Regions from separate parts of the Sus scrofa genome. Here regions 2, 3 and 4 are each linked to region 1. Evidence: chromatin contacts called from public Hi-C and HiChIP or PLAC-seq data. All regions are on one chromosome and are shown on one strand. The core of a region is the stretch at or near the end of the contact, and the rest is flanking DNA. Distances in the headings are between cores, read along the strand shown. Region 1 overlaps MNAT1 (menage a trois homolog 1, cyclin H assembly factor (Xenopus laevis)). Region 2 has its middle 110 kb from the start of SLC38A6. Region 3 overlaps SLC38A6 (solute carrier family 38 member 6). Region 4 has its middle 7.7 kb from the start of SIX1.

What was found. Hi-C and Micro-C count contacts between places; a contact is called where the count stands out from the background. HiChIP or PLAC-seq counts read pairs in DNA pulled down with a chosen protein or histone mark.
Region 2: a contact with region 1 is called in an H3K27ac HiChIP or PLAC-seq map of skeletal muscle. The contact joins two enhancer-like sites. A contact is called at or near these places in 1 of 47 Hi-C or Micro-C datasets (skeletal muscle) and 1 of 2 datasets of contacts at active chromatin or transcription factors (skeletal muscle).
Region 3: a contact with region 1 is called in a Hi-C map of fetal skeletal muscle, with 2.3 times the contacts expected there. The contact joins two enhancer-like sites. A contact is called at or near these places in 1 of 47 Hi-C or Micro-C datasets (fetal skeletal muscle) and 1 of 2 datasets of contacts at active chromatin or transcription factors (skeletal muscle).
Region 4: an H3K27ac HiChIP or PLAC-seq map of skeletal muscle shows a contact between it and region 1. The contact joins two enhancer-like sites. A contact is called at or near these places in 5 of 47 Hi-C or Micro-C datasets (epiblast stem cells, fetal skeletal muscle, skeletal muscle and 1 more) and 1 of 2 datasets of contacts at active chromatin or transcription factors (skeletal muscle).

What each region holds. Positions count from the first base shown.
Region 1 is chr1:189,787,336-189,791,309 of Sscrofa11.1, forward strand. All of the region lies in intron 6 of MNAT1 (menage a trois homolog 1, cyclin H assembly factor (Xenopus laevis)), which reads left to right. Among named protein-coding and RNA genes, the nearest start is that of MNAT1, 99 kb to the left of the region's middle. Within about 2 kb of position 1,921, at least 8 of the 83 cell types and tissues checked have an H3K27ac peak or open chromatin away from gene starts, as enhancers often do. A contact at or near this core is called in fetal skeletal muscle and skeletal muscle, where this site is marked.
Region 2 is chr1:190,033,608-190,037,581 of Sscrofa11.1, forward strand. No RefSeq gene overlaps it. Among named protein-coding and RNA genes, the nearest start is that of SLC38A6, 110 kb to the left of the region's middle. Within about 2 kb of position 1,869, at least 8 of the 83 cell types and tissues checked have an H3K27ac peak or open chromatin away from gene starts, as enhancers often do. A contact at or near this core is called in skeletal muscle, where this site is marked.
Region 3 is chr1:189,950,662-189,954,635 of Sscrofa11.1, forward strand. The region is part of intron 5 of SLC38A6 (solute carrier family 38 member 6); the gene reads left to right. Among named protein-coding and RNA genes, the nearest start is that of SLC38A6, 29 kb to the left of the region's middle. Within about 2 kb of position 1,645, at least 9 of the 83 cell types and tissues checked have an H3K27ac peak or open chromatin away from gene starts, as enhancers often do. A contact at or near this core is called in fetal skeletal muscle and skeletal muscle, where this site is marked.
Region 4 is chr1:189,630,343-189,634,316 of Sscrofa11.1, forward strand. No RefSeq gene overlaps it. Among named protein-coding and RNA genes, the nearest start is that of SIX1, 7.7 kb to the left of the region's middle. Within about 2 kb of position 2,144, at least 38 of the 83 cell types and tissues checked have an H3K27ac peak or open chromatin away from gene starts, as enhancers often do. A contact at or near this core is called in fetal skeletal muscle and skeletal muscle, where this site is marked.

The DNA.
Region 1 (3,974 bases), core at 671-3,170:
AAATAATGGTGAATGTAAGTGTACCTTTGAGTCATTAAAATGTCTTAAAAAAAGATAACAGCATGTAACCAGAACATTAGAAACCATAGCCATGGTCAAGAGTACTTTTGGATATTATGGAAATCTTGAATCACAGGCATTTTAAAATGAATTAAAGCGTTTAGGCATTTAAAAATACCACCAGTGTTGACATAGTGTTAGAACATGGTGTAAGATAAAATCTTGAGACATTTTTAACGTATTTAATTCATGTTTTATAGTTACTCTTATCAATTTTTATGCTGCCTCAAGTAGTATAAATATTATGAGCAAAACTGGTAAGTAATTTTCATGCATGTTAATTATATCTATTTAAAGATGTAATGCCTGCACAAACTTAAAATTTAATGTAATTAGTTTTTTCTGAAACATTGCGTATTTCAAGAAAAAATGTTTCCTTTTTAGTTATGAATTTAAAAAAATGCCCAAACTCATGAACTTATAATTGTATTCCCTAGACAGAGGGAAAGAATAATAGATTGTTTAAAACGTATTTTCTTAGGTCTGGAGAATATGAATTTATTGCTTAGATGTTGAACTTTAATGAAAGAAATTTCTAATTTAACTCTCCAGTTATTTTGTCTTTACAGAATATATTTGATGCCATCTCTAAACATGTCTCTTTCACTCACTGTGAACCTCTGATTCCTAAAAACATATCACTAGATTTTTTTTCACCATTAAAAAAAAAATCAGTTCATCAGTCAATCTTTAAAAAAATTAATTTTAACTTTTAAATTAAAATTTTTTTATCTTGCAAAACACACATACATAAGATTTGCCATCTTATCCATTTTTAAATGTGTAGTTCAGTAATACTAAATACATTTGTATTATATAACTATAATCAATCTCCATAACTGCTTTCATCTTGTAAAACTGAAATTCTGTGTCCATTAAGCAATACTCTCTGCTCCCTTCCCCATCATATGTCTACAGGCATTTTTCCCCCCAAATATACTCTTGATAGTAATGAAAAAATTAGAAGAATTTATAGCAAGGAAGTATTCATCTGAATCAACATATTTTAGTTTGCTTTATGTTGAACAGTTAGCTGATAAGCTAGTTTGAACCTGTTTCAGGATAGAATTCTTTTGAGGTTACAGTAATTTCTTTGTTTTCAACAGTCAGGTCTTAATGACAGATCAATTAGCAAATACTGAAGAATTAATGGAAATGGTATGGTATAAGAGATACTTCTTAGAGCTCAAGGAATTCTTCCTTCCCCCAGGGTATCAGATTTGTTGAAGTCAGGAAATAGCCTGGCAGCAGTCGTGTGTATCAGAGCTAACTTCAAAATTCTTCAGAAATGGGAAGTGTTTTTAAAATGCCATGGGAAAGCTAATTAAAACTGAACTTTGAAATTAAAAAGAAAACATAAAACAGTGTAAAAGTAAAGGCTAAAGTTTTCTCTGAAATGTTTTTAAAAGACCTGTAAGAGTGCTGTAGAAAGATTTTTTTAAACCTATTTTCTTAAATTATGGATCCTTGAAGACACGTGTTTATTACTTCACTGCATTGACCTTGCTAAAAACAGCAAGGCAGGAATGAATATTCAAAATGTTATTATTTTTGATCAAATATTAAGAGACTAACCTTAACAACTGAGTATGTATGTTTTGTGTGCTAGCTTTTTCCTAATGTAAAATGAATCTCAATATGCCATATGATTGGTGACAAGTAAGAAACTCTTTGTGCAGTTAAGAGAAGATCTGTTTATTTAAGAGCTCTCAAAGGTTGTAAAAGATTATACTTGGCTATATGTGAAGGATAAATGTTGTGCAATAATACCCCTTAGTTCCCCTTTTATAATAAATCTCAGCTGTGTGTTCAGCACAAGGGCTTAGTGCCAAAAAGAACAGGTTCAACTTGTCTGTGAAGATTTGCACCACAGTAAAGTGCACAACTGCCTTTGTAGAGGTCATTGCGGTAGTCACAGGCATGTACAGTTGAATGAAAGAAACTTTAAAAACATGTAGAACAGATAGTGTTACTTAAGATTCAAGGATTAATGTTAACTTAAAACATTAAAAGGATGGACAATCATAAAGAGAACTGTCACATGCATTTTTCACTTTATATACATATGTTTATATATCAAAGAGATTTAAAATAATTTCTTTGGCACCTAGTTCCAGGGTATTTAAAGAACTTCAGTATCACTTTTATAATAATTGCCCAGCCTTGGAAACACTGATTAATGTTTGTTAAATTCTGGACAGTGCTCTGAACAGAGAATATGATATGACGATGGTAGAACAAAGTATTCAGGTGTGTGTGTGTGTGTGTGTGTGTGTGTGTGTGTGTGTGTGTGTGTGTGTTGGGAGTTAGGGTAGAGGATGAAAAGTCAGATGTGATCTCTAGGAGAACGCCTCTGTGACATCTTTTTTCTGAATTTAGGATTGAAAGGTTCAAAATTAACAACAAAGAAAATGCTCTCATATTTATGTAATATGACCCTTCTCCCCAAATATCTCACAAACACTTTCATATCATTTGTGGTAAGTAGAAATAATTCAAAAATAGCAGGTGGAGAGACTATAAGGCCCATGACTCCAACCTATAGAAGTTTTGGGTTTAGTATAAAAAATGCCAGAAAATGATAAAACTATGTAATTAAGTAGGTGCACAGCTTACGTAGAGTTGTGTTTTTACCTAGAGTTGTATTTGATTACACATAGAGTGACTATTTCTTTTGCCTTTTTAAAAAAGTGGTGATCAAAATGGACGGCAGCCATTGGTTTCGGTATGGAGATTAATTAGTAATCTTTAGAATTCGCTTCAGCAAATGCAGCTGATTGGCAGTAGCACCTGTGTCAGCAACTGGTAGAGTGTTAGTGCTTTTATCAAGCCTATAATTTCCAGAAGGGCTTCAAAGCTGTGTTCATTAAAGTCTCCCATGCTAATTGCTTTCTTTGTGTTTTAAGGCACTGTTTTACTAAATGAACCTCTCTATGTCATGTAGGTATTTATTTATGAAGCTTATAAAATAGTTAGTTTTTGTTTGTTTTTCTTTTTTTGGCTGTCCTATGACATATGGAGTTCCTGGGCCAGGGATCAGATCTGAGCCAAAGTTTCGACCTGTGCTGCAGCTGTGGCAGTGCTGGATCTGTGCCTGTATCGAAAATTTGTGCTGGCACTGCAGAGATGCAGCTGATCACAGTGTGCCACAATGGGAACTCCAAAAGTTAGCTTTTTTAATTAAAAAATGTAAAACAAATTATGTGATAGTCTGACGTAGTCCTATATTTGTGGAACCATTTGTATACTCTCTGAATACATAATATTTCTGAGATGAAAAATTTACCAAGATTGTAATTTTTCTGCATTGCTGTTATAATTTATATCATAAATATATTTGTAAATTATGAAATGAACTGTTGAAGTATAGGAAAATGTGATTTAAAGGTTCGATTATTAAATCAACTTTCTAGGAAGGTAGCTTACTTCTACATTGCTAGGAATTCTTTCTAGTTGAAGTCATCTTTCTGGTTCATATCTTAAAATATGTTCAATTTATGTGGATTTGTAGATGAGCCATAATTTGTATGTTTTATTTTGAGGAAGATAATATTTTTGCTTGTTATAGAAAGAGGGCTAAAGTTCTTAAAGAGTTTCTAAGAAAGATGAAGCACATTATCTCAGTACAGGTGAAATTTGCATCAATCTAAATGTACTATGGCAAAGTTACATAGTACTTTGTAACTTTGTAATGTGAATATTTTCTTTATTTCTTCCATTCTTTTTTTTTTTTTTTTTTCTTTCTTTTTGCTTTTTAGGGCCATACCTGTGGCAAATGTAAGTTCCTAGCCTAGGAATCGAATTGGAGCTGCAGCTGCCGGCCCATGCCACCTGCACCATAGCCACAGCAACAGGGGATCTGAGCCCTGTCTGCAACCTGCGCCACAGCTCAACGCGGTGCCAGATCCTTAACC
Region 2 (3,974 bases), core at 619-3,118, 250 kb after region 1:
AGCTGCATCTGCGACCTATACCACAGCTCATGGCAATGCCAGATCCTTAACCCACTGAGCAAGGCCAGGGATTGAACCCTCATGCTCATGGATATTCGCTGGGTTCTTAACCAGCTGAGCCACAACGGGAACTCCCAGGAATTTTCTTAGGGACCTTTGTTCTTCTAGAAACTGTTACAATAATAAAAATCTTGAGATCATAGTCTATATACAGTCTTTATTCTGCCTTTTCAAATTGGCCATTACATTTTTAGCACTTTCCCACCGTATTAAATATGTAACAACCCAGTACTTCATTACGTAAATGCATCCATTTCACTATTCCGCAGTTGTTGGGCATCCTTTGCTTTGGGGAAGTGTATAAAGCAGAAACGATTAGCTCTTGTGAATGTTTTTAAGGTCTAATACTAATTGCCAAATTGTCCTCCAGAAAGGTTAGGTATGTCAATTTGCACACTCCCCAGCTGTAAATGAAAGTGTCAAGTGACTTATTCTTTAAATGATTTGCTAATTTGGCTTTGATTGTGGGAGAGACTATTTCAGAGCAGTAAAGTGCCTGGTCGATCACAGCCACAGAGAGCCTGGGGCACGGAGGGAGGTCTTGGGCCTGACTGGACTCCAGGGCCCTGGGGTGGTTCACAAACCTCTCAGGACCTCATGCTGCTGCCCCACCCAGGCGAGGTCACACACTGTCTCACGTAACCCAAGCAGCCCTCACGCCTGCCTCCTGCTCTGAGAGACATAACGTTCCATGAGTATCTCCCTTTCCACCTTGAATCTGAGCCTTTAGCCTCCCAGCTCCTCCTCAACAGACCAGGGAGGCAATGGCACACCAGCCTGTTCCCCAGCTCAGGGAGAACTGGATCTGGACTCACCTCATTGGAGCCTGAATGGGATCCAGACCATCAGCCACCCCATCACCCATCCCTCCATCAGAGTTTTTCATGGTTCTGCTTCCCTGCCACCCAAGAGGTCACAGAGGTGCAAACAGCAGAGCCTCAGACCTCATCTTTCCTTTCCAGACCACCTTCTTTCCTTTCTGGAGATGGGAGACATAGAGGGAGCCTGAGACCTGTCCCACCTGTGGCTGATAGGACCTCCTCGGTAAGTTCTGCTCTTCCCACTCAGCAAAGCACACGTGTGCACAGGCAGCCGAGCTGCTGGCCGTCCAGACTATTTTTAAACAGACTAAAAATACTGACTTACCTCAGAGGACTGTGCTGAAGGAGCTTGTTTAGGGTGTCGGATGAACCTTTGCAAATCTAAAATGCTTTGCATCACCTGCTCCTTCACCCCGTGGGTTCCTCCCCTGGGAACCAAGAGAGTTATAAACTCAGGCTGGCAAAGAACAGGGTGATGGGTGGACTGACCGGGAAGCTCTCTTTGTGGGTTTGGTGATGCTCTGTGAGATTTGGCCTCTCTAGATGCTGGCCAGCTCCAGGGCAGATCCTGAACTGCCAGGCCCAGAGCCAGGCCAGCGCATAGAAGGCTCCCTGTGTGTGTTGGTTGTTGAAGGGTGTTTCTTGGCGGGGGCAGCGCAGGTGCCTGAGCTGTTATGATTTCTGACACCCCTGTTGGGTAGGAGAAGCCCAGGCACACATGTGTCTACCCCGCTCCCCTCCCCCTCCCTTCTACCTCAGCCCTGGGCCGGTCCCCTCTGCTTCCCCCACATAAGCCTTCATGTTGCAGCACAGCGGAAGGTCAAGTGCTCTCCTGTTCTAGGGCAGACACTTTGGGTTTAACCTTGAGGCAGAGGCTCAGCTGCCCTGACAACCCGTGGCTTCTTTCTGCAGCAACACCTCCTGCAAAGGTAGCCCAGCACGTCCTTGGCCACGGGTTTCCCAGGGCAGTAAAAATAGCTGAGGCCCCGCAGCTGCTGAATGATGAGTTCTGGAAGGAGATGATTGATTCTCACAGCTGAGTCCCGGGGTCAGGGAGCGCCGAGCAGGCCGAGGGGCCAGGGTGAAGGCTGGGCTGGCCCCGGGGCTGCTCTAGATAGAGCTGTTGACAGAGGGATCTGTGCTCCCCCCACCTGAGGGGAGCACCGAGTAAGCGGATTAAAAGGAACTGCAGAGGGCTCTGTGAGAGGGAGACAGTGCAGCCCTTTCTTTGAGGCCAGACTGGACCTTTTTTGACATATGCAGTCACCTCCCCTCCTTCACCGGGGACAAAGTTCAAAGTGGGGTGGGAGTTACTTTCCAGGGAAGGTGACGGGCTGGTACAGTAATGGGAGCCCCCGCTTCCCCTAAAACTATGGAGCTGTTGGGGCTTATGAAACACCCCGGGGACACAGGTGTCAGGTAGCTTCTGGCAGCCTGGGGTCACTCTCTGCCCTCCCCCCACCCTGCCCCTGGGCTGCAGCAGTACCCTGCCTGCTTTGTCAGGGGCCTGGGCCTGGGCCATTGACCTGGGCTGCTCCGATTCTTCATGGTGATCTAAGGTGAACCGTGTCCGTGGAGCTCCTGACCAGTAACAGTAGCTTTTAAGCCAGGATCCTGCAGTTGTTGGGCTGTTCACAAGGAAACAGCTGGAAGGGTGAAGTTCTACAGCTGGACCTGATCTGGACAATTCAGAGATACAGCCATATGTGTTTACTTTACAGTGCATGTTTTTAAGGCAATCTATAGCCCAGGGTTCCATACAGCAAAAATAAGGTTTCAGAGGGAGAAAGAAGAAATTGCTAGAGGAGGGAGGAACTAAGAGGCAAATGAAAAACAATATATTTTCCTATGAGATTATTAAAAAGATGACGAGGCAGCCAGACATGGGTGTGTGTGGGGGGGATAATCCAGGTGGCTTTTCTCCCCAGGAAAAGGGGCTGCCTTGTCATCAGAGCAGAGGTACGGGGGAGACCTACTGGTTTTCATGAAAGATGTAAAGATTCTGCAGAGGAGCCTGAGTTAGGACTACAGGCCAGAAAGAGAGGTGGCCCCTCCTTTTGTCTTTCATGCTACCTGCGGGGCATCAAGGTGTGTCTTTATCTTTCTGGAGTCACTTGAGATGCATGCACTCAGCCTCCCTTTCTTGCTGTTCTTTGCTCAGAGGTGGGGTTGCAGATATTGTGATTGGTGTGGAAAAGATTCCAGAACTGTAAGAAAAGGACCCCACAGGTTACCTCCAGGTCTGTCCTTGATACCTATGGGGGACGAATGGAGAGTCTTTCTCTTCCAAACCCTCCTCTGTCCTGCACAGTGGGAGGCCTCGCATACACCCATGCACAGACAACTCAACAGCTTGGATGCACGTCCAAGCTCCATCTCTGCATGCCACTTGGCCACTGCCTGCAGCCAGGAGTGTGCATATTGGCCACCCTCGGGAGGACAGACCTGGGCAGAGGCCATAGGTAGGGGCCATTTGGGTGTGGCATTTCCAGGTTCAATTATCTAGAGCAAGACTAGAGTGAGGTGTCACTGGAACTAGGTGGGCACAGCCTCGTGGTCCTACAGACTTCTCATTGCCTCATGGGAAGTGCTCTGATCCAGGAGGGGCAGGAATGGGGCCCCCAAAGTACGGGGCAGAGGGCAGGGACCTCAGTTACTCAAGTCAATGTCTGGTACTGAGTATGGCAAACTAAAGCTGTCAAAACAGGGCAAATTTCCCCCCAGATCTCCTCCCCACCCTATGTCCTGGTCCGTGCCCTCCTCCACCCCCAGGGGAACCCTCAGAGCTCAACTCCTTCCCCATCTCCAAAGCAGCTTTTGGTTCTGGCAATTCCTATTCCTCCAGAGTCTCCCTTCAGCCCTTGGCTGCTCCCCAGTGTCAGCTCTCACTTGTGCCTGGACCAATTTCCTGGCCTCCTGAGTTGATCTGCTCCCCTCCTGTTGCCACACTGCCACCCCAGCAGTTTTCCCCAGGGTCAATATGACCTCTTCACCTTCTGTCCTGCTTAAAGCTCTTCGGGGCTCCCTGTGCCAAGAGGATCTAGTCCAAGCTCTTCAGCCCAGCACACAAATCTCTATCCTTACACTGCCCAC
Region 3 (3,974 bases), core at 395-2,894, 160 kb after region 1:
AATTGCGACCTTTAAAATCAAGATGATCATGAATTGTTCTTGATCAATATTTGTTGCATGAATCTTTTAGTAAGACTCAGTTTATCCCCTACGTCTTTGTATTCTATATATCTGAGTAGATTGCTCATTTATTTATGTCTTTAAATACCTAGCACATAGGAGGCATCTAGTAAGTCTTATTTATCATAGGAAGAAAGTAAAGAGTTAGAGGGAAAGAAGAAAAAGCCAGCAAATCTGGCTTACGCGGTACCCCTTTAAAAGGAAGATCAACTGGGAAGAGAAGACCACACAGAATGTATAAGTGAGCATATGGTTTCTTTAGGGAAGAATCTACCATCAGAACTTGACGTAAACTCTTTTTCTTCTCCCCTGTATCAATCACACACCAAGTATTAGTCATAGGACACTAATGTGGTCTAACAAATAGACCAGAACAATCTACTGTCTTTGAAAAATCTCTAAACTTTAGATAGAAAAATATGTGACTCACTAAATTTAACACTCTTACTCTGGAGTTAGGGAAACAGTTGTCTTTGGAAAATGGAGAGCCACATAGTAAAATACTACTTAGAAGCGATTCCTGATTGCCTCTTAGCACTAATGAATGAGGGGCCCAAAATAGGCCAAGTCAGAGAGAGCCCCCAGCTGCCCACTGCCTCAGGCCCTGGAGGAGCATTTGCTGACAGTCTCTGCTGCTTGGACACAAAGTCAAAAAAGCAGCATCTGGAAGTTTTAATATTTAATGCTGTTATAGGGAAGAGAACTCTGGCTGAGAGTTTGAATTTAGTGGACTACAAGTAGAAGGATTAAGAACTGTGAGAGCAAGTAAGTACAGGTAGTTTCCACATAGTTCCTCCAGTTGTGTCGCATTGAGATTCTTTTTCTAAAAACAAAGGTAAGTGGTTAGTTTCACATGTGTTTAAACTCTTGAGATAGACCACTCAGTTGGCTAAAATATCCCCAGAAATCAAGCAGTAAACCCCAAATCATCTTCAGTTAAGCTGAGAAGAAGTCCTGTTAACTCTGAGAAGTATACGATAAAAGTAAATTGATGTTGTTTCTGGTTTTATATCTTGCCCAAATCAAAATGCAAGGTGAGTGGCTCCTAGGAGTATTTAAATCCTTTTTTTCCTCTTATAAAATATGAAGGGGCCACTATGGATAGCATGTTCTTTCCTTAGTTCTTTAATGTTCCAGTTCTTTAAAGGAGATTAAAGATTGAATCACTGCTATACGATTGTGAAAGGAAAACCCTAAACATTAGTAAATACGGAAACCTTTTGAAATTGCTAGAATGACCCAGATTTTCCAGACTAGCAGAGCTCCCACAGACCTACTCTAGCTGTCTTGATTAACACCTCAGTTTGGAGATCTAAGTTTTAAGAGAAACTCAGCACTCCTTTTATGTGGTCAAGTATCACAGTTTCTAAATCTTATAAACAGAAACGTATATAAATAAGATCATTCTCAACTGAGAACTATAAAAATTTCAAATGCTCAGATTTTTGAAAACTGTGATTTAATATTAAGTTAAAAACTATTTGGCTTTACTTTCTGAAAAAAAATATTTTTGGTAGGATAGTGAATTCTGAAGAATTACTTGTTTGTACTGTCTCCTGGGAAACGCGGGTTGGGCGTGCTGTTACAACGCCATCTGCTGGTCAGCTCATCTGTAGTCAATCTGCAAGCTTCTGGAGACCTTGAATAGTATTGTCCAGAAATTCTAGAAAGCAGTTTTAGAATGGGGGAGATAAAGGAAATTGGGAAGAAGGGTCTTTCTCACAAGTACTTCCTTTGACAAAATTTGCTGGTAACTTGTCACTTTAAAAAAGTTTTGAGAAATATTTCTTAGTAAAAATTTTATTGAAGTGTATAAGATTTTCAGAATGGTAAATATTCTGGTCATTTTTTATTCAAGTTTAAAATCTTGATAAATGACAAAACAAACATGTATTTTCCTTGAGTTGTGGGGGTGGAGGGAGTCCCTCCATATATTTTAATTTCTATTTGTGCATAAATTAGGGAAATGACATTGTTTTCAGAATTTTTTTTTGCTTTTTAGGGCCGTACCAAGGCATGTGGAGGTTCCCAGGCTAGAAGTCCAATCAGAGCTACAGCTGCCAGCCTACACCCCAGCCACAGGAATGCAGAATCTGAGCTGCGTCTGTGACCTACATCATAGCTCTCAGCGATGCCATATCCTTAACCCACTGAATGAGGCCAGGGATCTAACCCACAACCTCATGGTTCCTAGTCAGATTTGTTTCCACTGTGCCACGATGGGAACTCCCTTTCAGATTTTTTTTCTTTAAGTCCTTTTGAAAAAGGAGAGAGATTGTGTTGTGAACTATTTTGAGTGGGGATAGACTTTCGGTGGCTTTGGACATTTAGTAGGAACACCAGATTAGCAGATACATTGAATAGAATAAACCAGTTACTATCCATAACTAAAAGCATGTGTTTAGTAAAACTGAATCTCTCTTAGAAGGAAAGGCAAACCTACTATTTCTTCCTATAGCACATCTGTTTAGAGCTGGCTGACTAATCCTTTAAGAAGTTGCTGCACTTCTTCCAAGTGCTGAAAACCTCATTCTGTTTTAAAAATAGATCTGTGTAATCTTATCTCCATATGTGTATTTTAAGTGTTTAACAAAAAGGGTAATTATTTTTATAAATTAATGGTTTCTTAGACCCAAACCCCAAGTGAAACTTTGTCTTTTTTTTTTCTTTCAGTTTTTGTCTTTTAGGGCTGTACCCATGGCATATGGAGGTTCCCAGGATAGGGGTCCAATTCGAACTGTAGCTGCCAGCCTATGCCACAGCCACAGCAACACAGGATCCGAGCTGAGTCTGCGACCTATACCACAGCTGACAGCAACACCGGATCCTTAACCCACTGAGTGAGGCCAGGGATCGAAACCGTATCCTCATGGATGCTAGTCAGGTTCTCTAACTTCTGAGCCATGATGAGAACTCTTTTTAAGGAATCTTGAGTAAAGTAGCCTGTGAGAGTACAGGGTTTGGGGGAAGAGGGGTTGGTTTTTGTTTTGATTTTTTAAAATTTCGTTGTAGTTTTAATATCTCAAATATGTGAGAATAGGAAACATTCTCTTCTGAACTAGAATAACAGCTGCAGATGCAATAGAATCAATACAGTAGAGGCCTGTCATGAAACTCCTTAGCTTGTCTTAGGAATCTTGACTAATAACTTCACCAAACCAACTATAAAACTGAAATGAAAATGTATCTCAGGAGTTCCCATCATGGCTCAGCAGTTAATGAGCCTGACTAGCATCCATGAGGACGCAGGTTGGATCCCTATCCTGGGAACCAACATATGCTGCCATAAAAAGACAAAAAAGAAAAAAGAAAAAAAAAAGGAAAATGTATCTCAAAGTGAAATGAACATTTTAAGTTTTTAATGCTTCTAACAAATACTGTGTTGTAGAAGTTCTTCATTTTCTTTGAACCGAACTGTTAAATAGCATTTGGAAGCAATTTTTTGTTTAAATGCTGATGAAAAAAGAGTAACGAATGATTCTGGGAACTGGTCCTTTTGATAGACATTTCTTATTTTTCTTTTGCTATGGTGGATTTCTTCTTCACTCTGCTCCTTGGTGCTTTCTCATAGTGTAATAGTTGACAGTGCAAATATCTCAAGCCAGATGACTGTTTCCAGCTTGGGCAAGTTACTTCCATGCCTCCATTTCTTCACCTGTGAAATAAATACTATCTACCTCACAGGTTTGCGGTGAAGGTTAAACGAGGAAAGAGCTTGCAAATCACTTGGACTAGGCACCCCAAGCCCCCTGAATGTTTTCTCTTCTGGTGGTTCTCTGCCTCCAGAGCACTTTCCCCTTTTCTGTTTCTGACAGCTCTCTCCTCAGCCACCATTCTCCCAACTCACGTGTTTCTCTTTATGATGAGCTCAAGCAATATTAATACCTTACTACTTGCTATTGCCTAATCAGATT
Region 4 (3,974 bases), core at 894-3,393, 160 kb before region 1:
ATCCTAATGCGATGGCAATTGGAGTCCCTGATGACTGCGGCTCGGGTTTCTTGTAATGGCTCTACCACATTTTCCTGGACCTCCTTCTTTAACCTGAGATGCCAGGGGGACGAGTCCCTTCTCGGCTGCTGATTACTTCAAGATGTGGGGGCTGGTCTGAACAGAAGGGGAAAGAGACACGCGCACAGCGTGGCTACACTGCAGGCTGGGCGGCTGGGGCGAGCAAGGCGTCTGCACGCCGGGACCCGTAGCCCAAGGCCTTTCTCTCCTGTCTCTTTTCTCCCCATTTTCCAGGTCCCAACTTACCCTGGGAGATCTAAATGAAAGATCACAAATGCGGAAACGCCTGGTCGTCTCTGGGCCTCCCTAATTCTCGCGAGTTCCCTGCCTGCCCCTTGTTCAGAAGTGAACGCTTCTCCGAAGCCCTCAGAGCTGGCACCTCTTTTCCTCACGGTTGTCTCCTCCAAGTACCATCCTCTTGCCCCAAATTTAATGTAGTTGTCCCTAAGAGGAGCTGGATTCTTTCTCTTCTCTTCCTCTGACCCTTGACCTCTCTTCCCTTCCTTTCCTCAGCAGTGCCTGAAGCTCCCAACCTGTTCCTGACCCAAAGCCGAGGCCAGAAGCTTCGCCCTGTCTTGTGGGAATAAGACCCCTTCTCTCCCCATCCCTGAAGGAGATCGTCACTAGGAGTCCTTAATCTCTAGAGATAAAGGCCCAGCACTTCTTTCTGGTTGGTGCCCTTGGGAGAAAACCCTGACTGGGAACTTGCGCCGTACCTCCCTCTCCTTGGCCGAAATCTCCCTCGCTTCCCCTTCCCCTGCCCAGGCGCCGCAGAGAAGCGATCAGCACGTTCGCGGCATTTGTATTGTTCCATTTCTCAGCCTAAAGCCATTTAGCGTAACCCGAGCCTAGGATAATTGCCACGTTTCTGCCGCGATACTTTTAAAAACAAGATAATGCTTCTGAATTGCGGAAGAAAGTGCTGTGGACAAATTGGGCGCTGAGCTGCCGAGGTAGATCGTTTTGTTAGGGGCGGCCGGTGGTTTGTGACTCAATTAGTGCATTTCTGGGAGCCGCCGGCACTCTGCAGCCGGGTGAGCTTGAGGCGAACTCCCTCTGTGGCTCCCAGGCGCCGGGAACGGTTGGGAGCGGAAAGGGAGAACTTCAGGCCTGTACCTCTGTCGGTACAAATCCACGCCATGGTGGAAAGTGTTTTTGCATGTCCACACGAGTACATTTTTGGGGGGTTCTAAAGGAGCCAGAATTTCGCAGCTGGAAGCTTGACTGCCTCTGCTATCGAATGGGCCGAGCGATATTTGTCTGAAGCACTAGTTCTCTGGGCTGTGGGGCATGAAATACGGGGTGTGTGTGCGTGCGTGTGTGTGAGGGGGGTACTTGCAAGGTGCCCACTCAAAGCATGCCCCTCTGCGCATTTCGCCAACCCCACAGGGCTTAGATTTTGCAAACAGCGTTTCCAGCACCATTGCTGTACTTGGCGCTGCTCTCCTGGAAGCCAGCAGATTAAGGCTTCTAGGCAGCCAATGGGCCGCAAAGGGAGCTTTCAGGTCTCGGAATCAGGCTATAGGGACTTTCCTTCATCTCTACTCAAGTTCACCAGCACACCCTCCCGCCCCCTGCGCCCACCCATCACCCAGCGTGCAGGCCCGCATCCACATTTCGCCGGCCCATTCAGGGGTCCCGGGTAAGCTTCTCTGCCAGGTGCGCGCCGGCGCCGAGAAGAGCTCGCCGCGCCGAGTCCTCGCGGCCCCGCCCGCAGGCCGTCTGTGCCCAGGCTGGGGGAGCAGGGCTAACCCCCTCCCGGCTGCCGGCGCCAGGAACCCCTCCCCGGGCCGAGCTGGAGCTCTTGGGCGCCGCGTCTGCGCCGGGGACGGCTCCGCCCAGTCAGGCTGCCAGAGGTCTGGCGTTCCGGCCCGGTCGGCCCATTGACTCGGTCACGAGGCTTCGGTCCCTGCATCTCTCTCGATCGTTCTCGGGGTGGTTCTGGGGGCCTAGAGGCGTAGGGGCGTAAGGAAGGAAGGGACAGGGCCGGGGAGGGCGGGGGCGAGAAGGAGGCGCGGAGAGGTCAGCGGAGCTGGGAGGGGGCGCAGGCTGGCGGCGGGCACTGCGGGAGGAGAGAGAGGGCGCTGTCTTCCTGGCAAAAGATCCCTGGCCTAGCCGGGAGGAACCGAAACACACACACGCACATGCACAAGGACACGCACACACACGAAAGGAAAATGCTCGGCCGAGCCCCGGGGGCGAGGGACGCGCGGCGGGGAGGGGCGAGGGTGGCAGAGCGGATTTTCAGCTCACGGACCAGCAACCGCTTCTCCTGCTGTGGCCTGGCTAGAGCCGCGTTGTCTAGACTCGCAGGAAAGGAGTCTTTGGCCCTAAAGCGGCCCCCACAGTTGCCTTCCTTCTTGGCCTCCCTCCCTCGCTTTCTCCTTCGGAAAACTGGAGGCCAAGGGTAAGGTCTGCAACGCTTGGCTGGCGATTGAGGTGCTCCAGTTTGCTCAAGGCGAGCAAGGGGTGGGGGAGAATCCGGATCTCTTTTGCCGGAGCGGAGCGCACTTTTCGGTTTCGACTGTCTTGCAAGGAAACCGCGACGCCAACCAATCCTTCGCATGTAAGCGCCTCACCTGGTTTGGTTGCGCCTTGAGCAGAAACAAGGAAGGGACAGAAGACCCTCTTATTTACTGTCACCGATTGGCCGGGGTGTGCACTCGAAGGCCAGAGGTTCTGAGATTACTATCAACTATTCCCCACCCAAACTCACAAATCTAAAATTTGAATTTATATTAATTCAGGAGAAACTCCTCTATCAACTACCAAGGACAATGTATTCTTGTCTTTATATACTCATAATAAGCCAGGCAAAGCAAAACAAAAGGATCTCAAACTCATGTATTGAAATGCCGTATTAATGGACGTAATTAAAGGCCCTCCAGGTTTATTCATAGATACTAGAACCGATCATCTCTTCACAAGTCCGCCACCAGAGAGTCCCAAGCTCCAGTCCCCATGTGGATTTCCTGGGGAGCCGAGAATCTTCCAGGGCTCTTCCAGCAGAATCCAGGTGGCCCTGTAGCAAGAGAGCTATTTCCTAGGAGTAACTGGGTGGGCTGCAATCTGCCTGCCTCTTCACATTGAGAAACGCTTCTCTTGTGGGAACGTCTGTTTCTATTCATCCGATTTTCTAATTTCTTTGATCAGCCTAAATATTTTCTTGGCAAACGGAAATTGACCATGCCATGAATATGATAACAACCTGCTTGGAAAGAAGCTATTTTGTTTCCAAGCAGCAGGGGGAGGGGGAGTAGCCGGCTGGTAGGAATGCCTGTTAACAGATTCCTGCACATACATTTTTTGCAGTCTCTGAAGCAGCTTGTGAAAGCGGCCTCCCCGCCCCCCATATAGTTTCTTCCCTTTCTCTACTCCCCTCAGATAAACACACACCTGGTCTCCTAAAAGTCTTTGATATTCTTTATTAAAAAAAAATAGAGCTTCAATGGACGCCTCTGGAGAACTTCCCTTTAAAACCTAGATGAAAGGCAAGGTTAATACAATGTTCTCTTAATCCCTTTGCCTGTGAGTCAAAATAAATATTTTCTTCTGTATGTGATTGTACATCCTGCCATTTGGCTGTGGCTATAAGCAAATCGACCGGTAATAAAAGTGTTTTGAGGCTGTGTATTAAATGCAGTTCTCTTGAAATCAAGGGGTGGGGGGAGGGAGGAGCCTTACTTCACAGGCAAAGAGTTGGTGGGTTTCTGAAAAAGCTGCAAGAAAAGGACCTTTCACCCCTCATTAGTGATGCCATCAGTGCTGGGCAGAGTGGAGCTGAGGTCATGTTACATATGGCACACAGTCTGCTCAGCACTTGAAACGTCAGCTTTGAAATTTTAGAGAGGGGAAAGGTCATCTTTAATAAGCTAAAGTCTGGGGCTCCCACTGCCCTCGTTGCAAACTGGGTG